3 separate regions of the Mus musculus genome follow, and regions 2 and 3 are each linked to region 1. The links are chromatin contacts, called in public HiChIP or PLAC-seq maps. All regions are on one chromosome and are shown on one strand. Each heading gives the region's core, a stretch centred on a gene start, on an enhancer-like site or on the middle of the called end of the contact. The rest is flanking DNA. Distances are from core to core; before and after follow the strand shown. Region 1 has its middle 7.5 kb from the start of Gm51678. Region 2 holds the start of Loxl1 (lysyl oxidase-like 1). Region 3 overlaps Rec114 (REC114 meiotic recombination protein).

Evidence for each region. HiChIP or PLAC-seq counts read pairs in DNA pulled down with a chosen protein or histone mark.
Region 2: an H3K27ac HiChIP or PLAC-seq map of embryonic fibroblasts shows a contact between it and region 1, with 5 times the contacts expected there. The contact joins the promoter of Loxl1 here to the enhancer-like site in region 1. A contact is called at or near these places in 1 of 39 promoter capture datasets (hippocampal neurons), 1 of 15 datasets of contacts at CTCF or cohesin (the NIH/3T3 cell line), 14 of 484 Hi-C or Micro-C datasets (the G1E-ER4 cell line, cochlea, embryonic fibroblasts and 5 more), 12 of 115 datasets of contacts at active chromatin or transcription factors (the NIH/3T3 cell line, craniofacial prominence, embryonic basal ganglia and 8 more) and 1 of 9 other capture datasets (embryonic stem cells).
Region 3: an H3K27ac HiChIP or PLAC-seq map of embryonic fibroblasts shows a contact between it and region 1, with 4 times the contacts expected there. The contact joins two enhancer-like sites. A contact is called at or near these places in 1 of 484 Hi-C or Micro-C datasets (bone marrow-derived macrophages), 3 of 115 datasets of contacts at active chromatin or transcription factors (embryonic fibroblasts and embryonic stem cells) and 4 of 9 other capture datasets (adipose tissue, embryonic stem cells, liver and 1 more).

What each region holds. Positions count from the first base shown.
Region 1 is chr9:58,516,351-58,521,308 of GRCm38.p6, reverse strand. No RefSeq gene overlaps it. Among named protein-coding and RNA genes, the nearest start is that of Gm51678, 7.5 kb to the left of the region's middle. Within about 2 kb of position 3,073, at least 62 of the 459 cell types and tissues checked have an H3K27ac peak or open chromatin away from gene starts, as enhancers often do. A contact at or near this core is called in embryonic fibroblasts, where this site is marked.
Region 2 is chr9:58,310,754-58,315,711 of GRCm38.p6, reverse strand. It overlaps Loxl1 (lysyl oxidase-like 1), which reads left to right and starts at 2,500. Exons shown (of 7, transcript NM_010729.3): 1 at 2,500-4,026. The coding sequence starts at 2,826.
Region 3 is chr9:58,667,255-58,672,212 of GRCm38.p6, reverse strand. The region is part of intron 2 of Rec114 (REC114 meiotic recombination protein); the gene reads left to right. Among named protein-coding and RNA genes, the nearest start is that of Rec114, 72 kb to the left of the region's middle. Within about 2 kb of position 2,897, at least 18 of the 459 cell types and tissues checked have an H3K27ac peak or open chromatin away from gene starts, as enhancers often do. A contact at or near this core is called in embryonic fibroblasts, where this site is marked.

The DNA of each region.
Region 1 (4,958 bases), core at 1,824-4,323:
TAGAGAGCAGTATTTTTAGCTGCCCTTCCTGGGCAAAGCTCCAATTCCTGCATTTTAATGGAGAAATAATTCTCACAGTGCGACAAGCTGTAGCCTGCAGGTGTCACATTCATATTGAAGAGAGGACAGAGCAAGGGTTCATTTGCCTGGTTGGAGGTGTGACCGGAATTCGCCCCTACCACCATTTGTAACCTGGCCTGTGAAGACCAATTAGTGGACCTGGCCACTCAGTCATTCATGGGGAGGGAACAGGAAGGGTAAGGATGGTATGGCCGGAGTTCTGAGTCCCCCTGCCTCTCCTAATGACTTGTTACAGATGGTCTGCTTGCATGTAGAGTTGAATGATGGGGAGGAGTGGGGGTGGGGGAGGGGTACCTGCAGCACCTGGCCTTGTTCAGTTCCAGGATGTGGATACTGAATGGGAAGCCTATACCTGTGAGCCAATGAGCAGAGACCCTGGATGTTTCCAAAATGAGCAATTCCTAAAGCTCTGGTTGGAAAGCCTGTCAGTTTGTTTGTTTGTTTGTTTTTAAATGTGTGTTTGTGTATGCACGTTCACATTCCTGTGTGCTCCCCTGTGGAGACCTGAGGTGGACATTTACTGTCTTCCTCTATCACCCTCGACCTTATCTTCTGAGGCAGGATCACACTGGAGAAGAGTCTCAGCTTGCTGTTGTAGCTAGTTCTTCTAGGATGTTTGTTCCAGGGAGTTTATAGGCAAGCCCCCTTTTCACAAGGGTTCTGGGGATCTGAATTTTGGTCTTTACTCTCTTGTGGCATTCTACTCATTGAGTCAACCTGGGGTTCCTCATATGAGGAACACTGGAAGGCACAGATGCAAATGCAGAGAGGTAGAGATGGTCTGTCCTGCCACTGTCCCTGTCCACTCAGACAAAGGGTTTGCTTTTCTTCCAGACTCTTCTCCAGGTGGCATAGTTATAAGATGGCATATGTCTAATAACAGTACTTTGCAATGTTTCCTGACTTTCTTGCATCACTATTGGATGCATCTAGCATTTAAGTTTTGCTGCTTTTTTTTGGTGTTTGGGTTCATGAATTTTTACACAAGTGTCACTGTTACTTTGATCAAGATCTAGAACAGCGATGGAATCCCACAACGTTCCCTTATGTCCTTCCACAGGCAATAGCCCCGCCCTTGGGTACCATCTGGCTGCTTTCTAGGTGAATTAGCTCTGCTTTTTAACCTGGGAGCTGAATACTACAGTGATACTATTTTGTATCTACCTTCTTCTTCTTCTTCTTCTTCTTCTTCTTTCTTTCTTTCTTTTTAAAGATTTATTTATTTGTTATTTGTAAGTACATTGTAGCTATCTTCAGCCACTCCAGAAGAGGGTGTCAGATCTCCTTATGGATGTTTGTGAATCACCATGTGGTTTCTGGGACTTGAACTCAGGACCTCCAGAAGAGCAGTTGGTGCTTTTTTTTTTTTTTTTCAGTTGGTGCTCTTAACCACTGAGCCATCTCTCCAGGCCCTTGTATCTACCTTCTAGCAAAGACTTCTTTCATTCTTTGTAAGTGGAGTGGTAACACCTCATAGTGCCTGTTCTAGAGCTGTCTTGTCAGTTTGGACACGACTAATACAAGTTTCCACACTATGAGGTTCTACAAGTGGGATTTCTAGACATATTTTATTTTATTTGGGTTAGAAGTGGGGCAGAACAGTTTGTATCCCAAACTGGGCCTCAGGTTCACTACATAGCCAAGGATGACAACACACTTCTGATCTTGCCTCTACCTCCCAAGCGCTGACACTGCAGTGTCTGGTCTGTGCAGTGCTGGGAATGAAACCCAGGGCTCCGTGCATGCTCCATCCCTAGCTCTCTGAGTTCACCTGAAATGCTGCTGGAGTTGGCAGCTGTCTGGGCTGCCTTTTTAAGCTGGGCCCATACAAGAGGGTCATTAGCAAAATAGATTCTAGAAAGTGCAAGGACAGTATTGAGGATCCAGGCTCCTTCTGGGCTCTCAGGGACTCTCAGGGATGGAGTCCCCGTTGAGCAGTGGCTAGGACTTGTAGCCATTTCTTTCTCATCTCTCTGGACTCTTCAGCATCTCCTTGGGAGCTGTGTGCATTTCTGGGCTCTCAATCCTGGACAAATATATCTACCGACCCACTGGATATGTGGATGTGGACCTGTGGATGCATGCCAGGCTGAGCTCGGGGTGCAGAACTCTTGACTAAGATTGATGGGAAGACTCATCAGCATCCTGGATTCAGGTGCCCTGGGGCAAGGGCACTGCCTGCACTGAATCCCAGGGCGTCCATAACCTGCCATTTGGTTCTACAGGTCTGGGTTATTATGATGATATTTTATTACTAATGAGGCAGGATTATTTGGGAGCAGGGCAGAAATCTGGGTCTCATGGGGTACACAAATTGCAACCCTGAGATTGAAAGTCAGTGACCTTAGCCTTCTACCTTTTCTAGCATCTGTGTTGCAAAATATCTTCACCCACCACACCCTCAGCTTCCCTTAGCTAATATGATCTTTGGTCCTTCTCTGAACATGTTTCATTATTGTTCTTTCCAGACTGGGGTCCTGGCTGAGATCATACTGCATCCACGCATAATAGATTAACCTCCTTGATCCTGCACACTCTGCTCCCAGTGACAAAGCTCCGGGCTCCATTTAGTCCAGTAGACTCTGGCTGTGCGTGTTAAAATCACTTAGGGAGTTTTTAATAATACTGGTGTTTGGGCTCCCTCCCCAGAAGTTCTGATGCAATTGGGTGAGGTCATTGCTGAATATTTGATACATGTTCTCCAGGGGCTCTAACGAAACTTTGCAAGTTAATGCAAAACAGAATTCTGAGAGAGAGAGAGAGAGAGAGAGAGAGAGAGAGAGAGAGAGACACTCCCCCTCTTCCCCACAGAACTTTGAGGCAGGCACCAAAGCAAGCAGCTATTCTGTCCTTACTGTAGGTGACCAAGGGATTCTTGCTTTTTAGCTGTTAGAAGCTCAGAAAAACTGAACTAAGGAAAAGAGGAGGAAGTGGTCAAATGTGTGGTGGGACCCAGAGGTTAGTAGGAACCCCACTCCTGTCATCAATAGATCATGCATCAGGCCCTGGAGAAAAGTGGAACCTAGTGCCATGTATGCTGGTTCAGCTTCCTGATAGCAAATGGGGGTCTCTTACCCACGTCCACCTTTTCCCTCTGTGTCTCTCTCCTGTTACTCACCCCCCAAACCCAGGCCTCCAGATGTGCACAGTCACGTGGCTCCCTCCCTCCAGCATCGTGTGCTCAATGAGGAGAGGAACAATTTGTTTCCTTCCTGTAAGCAGCCATCAGCCCCTGGAGCCTGTGCCAGAGTACGAGGGAAATAACCTTCTCTCTCTTCCTGTCCCTTGTCTCAGATGTGTTCCTACCCGAGAGTAGCCTGGGGTCCTAACTATGCTACAGATCCACACTAGCCAGAGTGACTGAACTTAGCATCTCTTTCCTCCCTTGGCTCTCACCCTTGCAATTGCCTCCACCTCTGCAACAGCATCCTGAAGGTCTTTGGCCTCTAGTTCCTCCTCAGGCTCCAGACTTAGTTCCAAGGCCCATGGTTCAAGGTCAGCATGCTCCCAGGTCCGGTGTGTGGCCTGTTACCATCTGATCCCTATGTTGCTATATCCCCTCCATGGAAGTCCCTGTACTGTGTCACTCCTAATGTTGGAGATAAGGAGGAAGGGCCAATATGTTTGCAAAGCATTATTTGGTAAGACAATGCAGTAGAGTTATTGCTAAAGAAATAATGCACTCGGGCTGGAGAGATGGCTCAGTGGTTAAGAGCATGGACTGCACACTTCCAGAGGTCCTGAGTTCAAGTCCCAGCAACCACATGGTGGCTCACAACCATCTGTAAAGGGCTCTGATTCCCTATTCTGATGTGTCTGAAGACAGTGTACTCATATACATTAAATAAATAATATTTTAAAAAGAAATAATGCACTTGTGTGTGTGTGTCCTTGTGTGCATTTAAGTGTGTTTAGTCATCTATGTACAAGTGGCAGAGGGTGGCTTCAGGTCCTAGGTCCCAGGCTCTGAGAGAAGGACGGGAAGAAAGGCTATTTCCCTCAGTTCCTGCCTTAGTTTTTGAGGCAGGATCTCTCACTGAATCTCTTTTGGACCAGACTGCAAGCTCCTGGGCTCCACCTGTCCTCTGTCTCTCCCAGAACTACAGTTATTGTGCTTTGCCATGTCCAACTTCTTATGTGGGTTCTGGGGATCTGAACTTAGGTCCTCCAACTCGTACAGCAAGCACATTACCCCCATCGAAGCATCTCTCCAGTTCAGTGGATGCATTATTTCTTGGTCCTCTGGCACGGATGTCTGTGTGCCACTTTCGTACCCAAGGCCCACAGAATCCAATGAGGGATACGGCAGGGAACTCAGAATCCTCTGAATTCAGTCCTCTGTAAGAGCAGCCAGTGCTCTTAACGGCTGATCCATCTCCCCAGTGCCATATCCTAGGGTTTTTGCAAAGGCATCAAGTTCCTTGTCACGGCTAATGTTGTTGTCCAGGTTTTAGAGGTGGCTCAGCCTCCTTTAGGAGACTGGACTCAGGGCCTTCATGACCTGGAAGACATGGCCAGAGTGCTGATTCCCCTGGTGTCTGTCTTCTGTTCTCCTGAGTGTCCTGTGGGCTGTGTCCAGGAAGATCTGGGTCAGCCCAGCAGGAGAGTGTGCTAGTGGCCTGGGTTGAGCACTTTGGGCATTGGAGGAGCATACAGAGACAGTATTCCATTTCATCTGGGTAACAATACTGAGGGAATAGAGGGCTGGATCATGAAGGACAAGAGGACAGGGTGGCCGATGAAGCAGCCTAACTCATTTTCACAGTCTCTTATTCACAGAACTGTATCTCCCCACATCCACCCAGGCTCTCCCGATTCTAGCACCTGTCCTCTCTCCTCTGCCTTTTTTTTTTTAAATCCTATACTTTCTTGCCATC
Region 2 (4,958 bases), core at 1,251-3,750, 210 kb after region 1:
AGGCTCCATGGTTAGCCAGCTTAGCCTAACTGACATGTGCCATGCCAGGGAGAGACTCTGTCCTTAAGAAAGATGGACAGTAACCTTCCCTGAGCAAGGAAAGATGAGGACAGATTAAAAACAAGAAAGGGACAGAGACAATGGGGTGCGGGCTACCCTCCAGAGATGAACCCCCCCTTCTCCCACGACGCAAAAGGAAGAAAACAATGGCCATATGTCTGGCGCTGCTGTGCTAGATAGTTTTCATAATCCCTCACTTCTTCCACTCACTGCCACAAGAAAGGTTTTATCTGCCCCCCTTCCCCAGGTCAGAGGCAAAAACCTCAAGGTTACAAGAGAGCTCACAGCCTCTAACAGTGGCCAGTTAGGCCAAGCCCCTGGCTCAAGTCATCCAGGGGACCCCAGCCGTGCTGTCTGGCAGGCCCCTGGTCCTGGCCCAAGGAGTCTGTGTAGAGGCCCAAGCTCTGTTCAGAGCAGTTTATTCAAACACAGTCTAACAGGAAACTTGGCTCTTCTGACTCACTCTGATTCGACCTTATTAAGAAAAAAGAAAAAAGAAGCAGGGCCAACTCCAGCTAGGGTTTCATGCCAAGTGCTGGCTCCCAGCAGAGCGCTGAAAACCATGGCCTGTGCCCTGATCTCCCCACCCCAAGACCCTGAGGCAGCAGTGGTGCTTGATCCCTGTCCCCCTACCCCATCCTGCCAGCCAGAGGGGCTCCTGTTAACCCCCTTCCCACCTCAAACCCATCCCATATCCTCCCTCAATTCTTCCTTCCTTCCCCTCCAAGCCCAAGGTACCCTAAGGCCTGTTTCCACTTCTCCTCTGCTGCCCATCTGGCTAGCTGGAAAGACCTACGGGACCCCAGGGATTCTAAGCAGCTGAGGCCAACACTGGGGGGGGGGGGGAGCAGGAGGGAGGGAAGGCTTAACCCTCCAGGTCCCAGGCTTCAATTGAACCAAGACTTGCTAGTCTTCAGCCTAATCAGTCACTATTGTAGGAATCCAGACATTACACTGGATCTACGATATCACGGGCAAGAGTGCTATTGCAAGCCCCCAATTTTCTGGCTAGATTAAGATATCTAGTGTCAGCCAGGTGTGGTGGCGCATGCCTTTAATCCTAGCACTTGGGAGGCAGAGGCAGGTGGATTTCTGAGTTCAAGGCCAGCCTGGTCTACAAAGTGAGTTCCAGGACAGCCAGGGCTACAGAGAAACCCTGTCTCGGGGGGGGGGGGGGGGAAGATATCCAGTGTCCCAAGACACATATGTGAAGTATCAGTCCTGAAACCCACAGTTTGGTGGGTTGATAGATGCTTCCTGGTAAGGATGGAGGGCAGAGGGGTCCTGGTTCCCAAAGAGCATCATTCTGGCTGTTTCCTCCTTAAACGGGGCCCAGGAGTTTACAAAACAGAGTCATCCAGCATTGAGGACAGATCCTTCCTGTCTTGTTTATAAGTCTCAGGGGGTAATCTTTGCCCTCCAGCTCCCAAGGCCAAACAGAAGACAGCCTAGGGGAAGCCTGGAGAACAGCATTTAGAGGGTAACCTCTTAGGTACCAAGTAAAAGTTAAAATTTACCTTTCTTCTTAGCCCTGACATCCCCGGAGGGAACAGAGAATCGGCCAGAACAGATGGAGTTCTGTGGAATAATCCCCCAGTGATCAATGTGTCCACTAACTCAGAGTTGGGAAGGAGCATGCGATTCCCAGGCCACGGCTCTCCCAAGGCCTCCCTCTCTCTGCTTTATGTTAAAGGTTCCCCTTGCCTCACAATGGCATATCTCATATCCAAGGCTGCCACCGGCTGGGTTCTTCTTATTCATGTTTAGACTCCGATTATTTCTGGCTATCAACTCAGGAAGCACAGGGCAGAAGCCACTGGAGGGGGTGGGGGGTACGTGATGTCAGCATCTGCCCTGAGCTCCCAAGTCCCCTTCAGCAGAGAGACATACCTATCCTAGTTCCCAAGCCTGTAGACTGAGACCTGGTAGAAGAGCTGAAGGTTCAGTGTCTTTGTACTCAGGACCAAACGCCCAATGTCTTCAGGATGCAGAATTACAGGGTGGCCCCAGCCAGAGGTGGGCATCTCCCCAGGGAGTCTCACCAACCAGGATGTCTCTTAGCACTAGCTTTGGAGAAGGGAGAAGGCACCCCAAGAACCCTAGGAAGAGGTGAAGTCAACGAAGAAAGTGGAATTAAAAAAAAAAAAAACCTGTGTCCAGGACTGAGTGGAACCAGCAGGGTAGTGCCCACATCTTAATCCTGCTATGTTTGCCAGAAACCCCACTTACCAGGCCTGAGTCCCCAGGGGCCCCCTCCTCCGCCCTACCTCATTCCCTTCCTCCCAGGCAGGTCTGTGGCTTGGCTGGAAGCTACAGGACTAAGGGAGCACTGATCTGTGGGACAGGCCACATAGCTAAAACCCGGCGGGCCGTAGGGCCCCGCGGAGGAGGCCCCAGCAGGCGGACCAGGTTTCTGAAACCTCCAGACACTTTCAGCCTGTTGCTTATTCATTCAGAGTGGGAAAGCGCCAGCCTAGCGAGCAGCCAGCCAGTGTGGGGCTGGCCATGTAAGGGCCCCAGGAGGTCCTGCCCGTCCCGTGCCCTACGGAAAGCCTCGTGCAGCCCTGGGCACCGCCCCTGCCCTGCCCTGACCCCTTGGCCTCGAAATGCTGTCATCGGAGGAGCCGTCCCGCTCGGGACAAGGCCAGGATGGACAAAGCTAGAGCTTGGGCAGGCGAAGAGCCATCCTGTCCTCGAGGCCGTGGGAAGAGAAGCACGCACCGAGGCCCACTCTCTGCCCACCCGGCCTCTGCAGAAGGGCCACTATGGCTCTGGCCGGAGCCGGCAGCCAGCTGAGGACCCTGGTGTGGAGTGCCTGCCTGTGCGTCCTGGTGCACGGGCAGCAAGCGCAGCCAGGACAGGGCTCGGACCCAGGACGCTGGCGGCAGCTGATCCAGTGGGAGAACAACGGGCAGGTGTACAGCTTGCTCAACTCGGGCTCTGAGTACGTGCCCGCGGGGCCCCAACGAGGGGAGACTAGCTCCAGGGTTCTACTGGCAGGCGCGCCCCAAACGTCGCAGCGGCGCAGTCAGGGGGGACCCCGGCGTCGGCAGGCGCCGTCCCTGCCCCTGCCCGGACGCGTGGGTTCGGACACTGTGCGCGGCCAAACGCGGCACCCGTTCGGCTTCGGCCAGGTGCCCGACAACTGGAGAGAGGTGGCCGTCGGGGACAGTACCGGCATGGCTCGGGCCCGCACCTCCGTCTCCCAGCAACGGCACGGGGGCTCCGCCTCCTCCTCGGTTTCGGCCTCGGCCTTCGCCACCACCTATCGCCAGCCATCCTCCTACCCGCAGCAGTTCCCCTATCCGCAGGCGCCCTTCGTAAACCAGTATGAGAACTACGATCCCGCGTCACGGACCTACGAACAGGGCTACGTGTACTACCGTGGTGCGGGCGGCGGCATGGGCGCGGGGGCAGCGGCTGTAGCCTCGGCTGGGGTCATCTATCCCTTCCAGCCCCGGGCGCGTTACGAGGACTACGGAGGTGGAGGAGGCGAGGAGCAGCCCGAGTACCCGGCCCAGGGCTTTTACCCAGCCCCAGAGAGGCCCTATGTGCCCCAGCCCCAACCCCAGCCCCAGCCCCAGCCGCAGCCTCAGCCCCAACCTTCCGACGGCCTTGACCGTCGTTACTCGCACAGCCTGTACAATGAAGGCACCCCGGGATTCGAGCAGGCCTACCCTGATCCCAGCACCGACGTGTCGCAGGCCCCCGCGGGGGCCGGTGGCACCTACGGTGGCGCTGGCGATCCTCGCCTCGGCTGGTACCCGCCCTATGCAGCCAATGTGCCACCGGAGGCCTACGTCCCTCCGCGTGCGGTGGAGCCACAGCCCCCATTCCGCGTGCTGGAGCCACCTTACTTGCCCGTGCGAAGCTCTGATGCGCCCTCCCAGGGTGGGGAGCGGAACGGCGCCCAGCAGGGCCGTCTCAGCGTGGGTAGTGTGTACCGACCCAACCAGAATGGTCGCGGTGAGTACAATCCACGAGCGCCTTGGCTCGACATTTTGGCCACTGGTGAATTGCTGGTGCGGACCCTGTTTGTTTCTTATCAAAGGCCTTCCAGTGGTGGCTTAACAAGGACCATGCAGCCCCTGCGTGCCTCTCCTCCTGAATCCAACTATTATCCATCTGGGTCAAAGGCCTATCTGGTAGGCCTGTGTTTTGACTCTGGCTTGGGGAGAATAGTGGAAGGACTAGCCAAGTTTTAAGTACTTTGCAGATCTAGCTGGGGTCATCTAGGGACGAGTGGGGAAAGTCTTGCTCCCTTGCTTCTCCCTCTCCCAGGGAATCTCTTAACACTTTTAGAAATTTCCCCTATGCCTGTGCACAAAGTGAGGCAAAGGATCATGGGAGTCTTGGACCTTCAGGGTCAAGAGGCCTTAAGAATGCTTCTAGAGCCGGGCGTGGTGGCGCACGCCTTTAATCCCAGCACTCGGGAGGCAGAGGCAGGTGGATTTCTGAGTTCGAGGCCAGCCTGATCTACAAACTGAGTTCCAGGACAGCCAGGGCTATACAGAGAAACCCTGTCTCGAAAAACCAAAAAAAAAAAAAAAATGCTTCTAGAGATGCTGCAGTGTCCTTGTGCCCTTAGTGAGGTGAGTAAACAGCCAAAGAGCTGCACTAGAACAGACAAAATTTTCAGACCCCTGAGGTGATCCCAACACGGCTGGGGATGCCAGAGCCCACTGGCCAGGGCATAAAATTCAACTGAGCACTAAAGAAACCACAGTAATGAAGATTAGTACTATTTCAGTGCATTAAAAAAAATCTCTTATGAACAAATATGTCCAAATTTTAAACAGACTCAATAATGTTTCCATAACCTGGGGCAAACTGAAAAATCAATAATGGGTCCTTTTTTTATTTGAAATGGGATATTTGTTCATTGCAGATTTTTTGTA
Region 3 (4,958 bases), core at 1,648-4,147, 150 kb before region 1:
GTACCAGCATGCCTGGCTTCAGTCTGGAAATTGATTCCAAGCACAAAGCCTCAGTGATCAGAGGCACACCCTGCTTGTGTCCCTTTCCCCAGCTCCCACAATTCTCCTGCACTTGCTTGCTTCTCTGTGTGTGTCCACGATGCTTCTAGAAGTTGTTCAGTCTGAAGTTGTTTATAACATGGGTAGAGTTTGTGACCATCTTAGTCCTCTTAGGCAGAAATGACGCGATGGCTTTTCTCCTAGTTTCCCTTTAAAACCAAGTAAGTGAAACTGCAAACTGAAAGACCTATGGGAATGATGGATGTGGGCCACCATGCTAGGCTGGAAGTCCTCCATAGATACTCAAGTTCATAAATAAACAAGGAACAAAAATTCAGGTTTTTTTGTTTGTTTGTTTTGCAACTTCTAGTGAATTAATGAGTGTAGGCAGTGCTTATCCTAACTGCTAAATTCACACGCATAGGACAGGACACACTTATGTGTGGTAGAGTCACGCATTGTGGTCTAGCAAAATCCAAGGAAAGATGAGCCCGGATTTGATCAAGTTCTTGATCTATGAGGCATACAAGAGACAGGATACATATGAAAAGCATGCTTGCAGGCACAAGAACAGAGTTTAGTTGAGGGTGAGTCTAGGGGTTACGACTAACAATGGGCTGTGAGTAGCTTTGCTCTTCCTGTTTGTATGCAGTATGCATGCATTGGTGTGGGTGTGCTTCAATGTATGGGTGCACGTTTGCAATTAGAAGCCAGTGGTCAGCTTTCAGTGTTACTCCTTAGGAGCCATCCACTTCAGTTTTGAGGCAGCATAGCTTCCTGGGACCTGGTTTTGCTGATTAGGCTAGACTGCTGGCCAGCCAGCCCAGGAGTCCTCCTGCCTGTCACCCACTAGCACTAGGATTATACTATATCCTCGCACCTAGCTTTTTATGTGGATCTAAGGATCAAATTGTTAGGCAGCCCCTAATTGTTAGCCCCTAATTTATACATTTTTGAATGGTTAAAAAAGCATTGAGAAAGGAATAATATATTGTGAGATGTGAAGGACTGTCTAAAGTTCTGATTTCAGTGTCCATGGTAAAGCCTTGCTGGCCAGCAGCCACACTTGTTCGTCTGTGGTGCTTTCTCACACCACAGGCCTAAGTTCACACTCCTATAATATTTACTCATTAGCCCTTTCCAGAGAGAAATCTGTTGATTTCTGATCTAGAGACTCAGTGACTTAATGCCTCATCAGAGATCATAAGGGCAGATGAGAAAAGACAGGGAAAAGTCGGCAGGCCTAAGGGACCCAGCAGCCCCATGTCAGAGTAAGGATGCTATCCTAGCCATGCCAGCATGTGGATGGCATTTGGATGTCTGGTCACACAATGAAGGGCTGTAGAAAAAAGCCAGAAGACAGGAAAATGTGATATTGTCAAAGACACTCAATGACAAGGAATTGTTAATTTTTAAAGATTTGATTTTGTGATTATGTTTTTAAACTTTTTATTGATTCTTTGTGAATTTCACATCTTGTACCCCAATCCCACCCATCTCCCCACCCCTCCATATCTGCCCCCATCTTTGTGACCTCCCTCACCCACCAAAACCAATATATATATATTTTTAAAACCATACCATAGAAGCTGCGATGTGTCCCACAGCACATCCTTTGCCCCACACAGCTTTACTTGTAAATGTTGGTTGCATTGAGTCATTGTTCTGGTTCGAAGCCTGTGGTTCTGATACATCACTACTGGATCTCCTCTGTGACTCTGCTTGGAAATCCTGTAGCTTTGGTTACTCCAGCAATTCATAGATGGAGTAGATATTGGTGTGGGCCAGCTCACATCCCTGGATCTGAGCCTGGGTTGGTCAGCCCGCCAGCTCTCCAGTACCCCATCACCACCACCACCACCAGGGCCAGTTCTCCCTACCACCACAGGCAGCTTAACAGCACTATACAGGCACGGTGCAGGGCCAGGGCCAGCTCTCCAGAGTGCTGCAGCTAGCAAGGAGCAGGGCCAGCCCATCATACAAAGGGATCGATCATAAAGTAGCCCATGTTAGGAGCACAGTCTGTCTGATATTTCAGAGTGCCATGCCTGGTGTTCTTTATCTCGATGAGCAAGTAGCTGATTACTGTGCCGGACATCATGAAGCTGCCCGAGCCTACCATAATATCCTTGGAGCCAACTGTCTGTTCCATGATGCTCAGCAGCCACACCAGAGCACCTGATCTGCACACATGGCCGTCATCTACCTGCCTGTTCTCTGCAGCCCACCCAGACCCATACCCCATCCCGCCACAGCAAGTTGTGCTTATGTTTTTAGAGACCTGAGCTTTGAAGCAATACAACCTGTGATATTTACAGATATTTGTCTTAGCTTCAGGATGATCCAGGGCATGGGTGGCTGTGGGGTGGGTGTAATGAGGGGCTGTGTGTGACAGTTGTAACCAGATCATTTCATTGTGCTAGTTTTCTCTACTCTTGTATGGATGCTTCAAGATTTATATTACACAATGAAAACAAAACAAAACAAAACAAAACAAAACAAAACAAAAATCTGTGCTGGGGGAAGGAAGGTTGAGAGTTTTAGGCCAGTATGGACTGTGTGAGGAGACTGTTTCTCAAAAAGTTACAAGTGAAAAATAGATGTCCAAGCAAAAAGGTTTCCTTTGGGAATGAAGGGGGAATAAGTAGTCTGAGAAACTCTCACAGACCTGTGGTGTGTCTGAAGGTTTTATTAGAAAGAATAAAAGCTCCATAAGATTCTTTGAATGAAAGCCCTTGGAAGAAAGAGAGACAGCTGATTGGCTCAGCCTGCAGTTCCCATGAGGCCAGGCACAGAGTCCTAGCAGGTGAGTGTGTGAGGCAGAGGCTGCAGCAGGCATTTGTGACTCAGTCTCTGGACTCTGTTGCAGTCACTGGGAGGAATGACTGGTGCAATCAGCGTCATGCTGTGGCCTTACTCATGGTTGCTGGTTACTGTTAAACTGCCAGAGCTTCAGCGTGAGATCCCAGGGTTGTGTTTCTGGCCCAGGGAGCTCCTGTGTAGCATCTCAGGCTATGGGCTACGATCATCAGCCTGAGATAGGATGTTTGTTTCTGTGGGAAATATGAGGTGACCCCTTGGAAATTAGACCAGTGTTTCTTCTCCATCACAACATGGCAGACTTTTTAACGAAGTAGGAATACCCACATTCAAGTCCTAGGCTACCATCTAATCCTGACCCACCTGCAAATGATTTTTATGCCTGTCTCATTGTTCTTTCTGACTAAATAACCACTGGCTATCACTGTTGAAAGCACACCCCTTGCTGCTTCTTTCTTCCCTCATGTTGTGTCCTGCAAAGACTCTATCTGGGATATTTTTCCTCTTTTCAGTATAATTTGAACCTCAGAGCTACAGAAGGGAGTGGAAACACAGCCCTGAAGCTTTAGGCGGAATCTCATTTTTAAATATATTGCCACCAGCACCTGAGTGATTGCCAGTACCCCTTCATCAGGAAGCCTTTGGCGCCCAGAGCTTGGGACTGAGGGTTATCTCTCAGCAGTTAGTTATCCAGCTATTTCTGGAGCCATGGTCTCATGTGCTTCTCTCAGAGTCAGGGTCTTTGTAGCAGGTGGGAATGCTTTGCCATTTTGTGAACATGAAGTGCCCTGTTCACATCAAAGCTTATGAAGTCACACTTGGCATGGGTTTAAAGCTGATTTATCTTGTTTAGTACCAGTGACCCTACCTGCAGTGACATCCTCCTGCGTAATGGCTAGCTTACACTGGCCAGCAGAGTTGGAACCAAGAGGCATCAGAGACCAAGTGTAGAGACACAGGCCTGTAATCTCAGCATTTGGGAGGCGTGGACAGGAGGGCGCCAAGTTAGAGGCCAGCATGAGGTATATAGCAAGGAAACATATCTGGAAAGGACCAGGAAGTGCATCAGAGCCACTAAAGACACCAGTGCAGTGAGGGAGAGAGTCCCAGAAGATGAGGGCAAAGGCATTCTTTTTGGCCATGCTTATTCACAGTGGACTCAGCACCTGAGTCCTTTGTGTCCTCTGCTCCCTCTCCTGATCTCTCCGTTTGTTTATGGAGACTTTTTATTGTTAATTTTTGAGAGTGGGTTTTGCTCTGGATCTCACTATGTAGCTCAGGCTGTCCTAGACCTTATGGCAGTCCTCCTGCCTCAGCTTCCCATGAGCCACCATGGCAAGCTTTCAGGGCGACTGTGGGGGTGGGGTTAGGGACCAAACGGTGACAAGACTCTGGAAATGAACTACAAGGTGTACAATGCAGGTAAGGCATGTGCGAAGTTGTCCTTACAGACACCACATGCACTTCGGGGGCCCTGGGAACTCCAGGAACCCTGCCCAAACCCAGCAAGATAAAGGTGGTCAGAGTCTGAAGGGAGAAAGGGAGAGTCAGGCACAGGCCCAAGATTGGCTCCTCCATTTTGTGGTAATCCAGACAGGCTGGATATAAAGTGCAAAACAAACAAACAAACAAACAAACACAAAATTTTTTTAAAAACCTGGATTTCAAATATTTATTTTAAAAAGTGGAAGTTATATAAAATATTTTATCTTAAACTCCACTTTTTTTTGAGGGTGTACATTTCACATTAACTAACAAAAACATAGCATGTTCTGGGTAGCTCAGCAGGTAAAAGGCTTGTTGCACAAGCCTGACCTGGATTTAACCCCTGGAAGGAGAGAACACAATCCTGCAAGTTGCCCCCTGACCTCCACACTTGCATGATGGCGCCCCTCTCCTCTTGCTAAATAAACAAACAAATGCAATAAGGTTTAGTGCGGTAATGTCTGTGCGTCGCGCATCATTACTGACGTATGATGGGTGCAGGCCGATCTGCAAATGCATCCCTAGCACTCGGCCTCAGGTCAGAGGGTAAATACATTTGCATTGCCAAATTGTGCACCATAAGCACTGCGCTAATGTGTACTCTATGCCTTCCC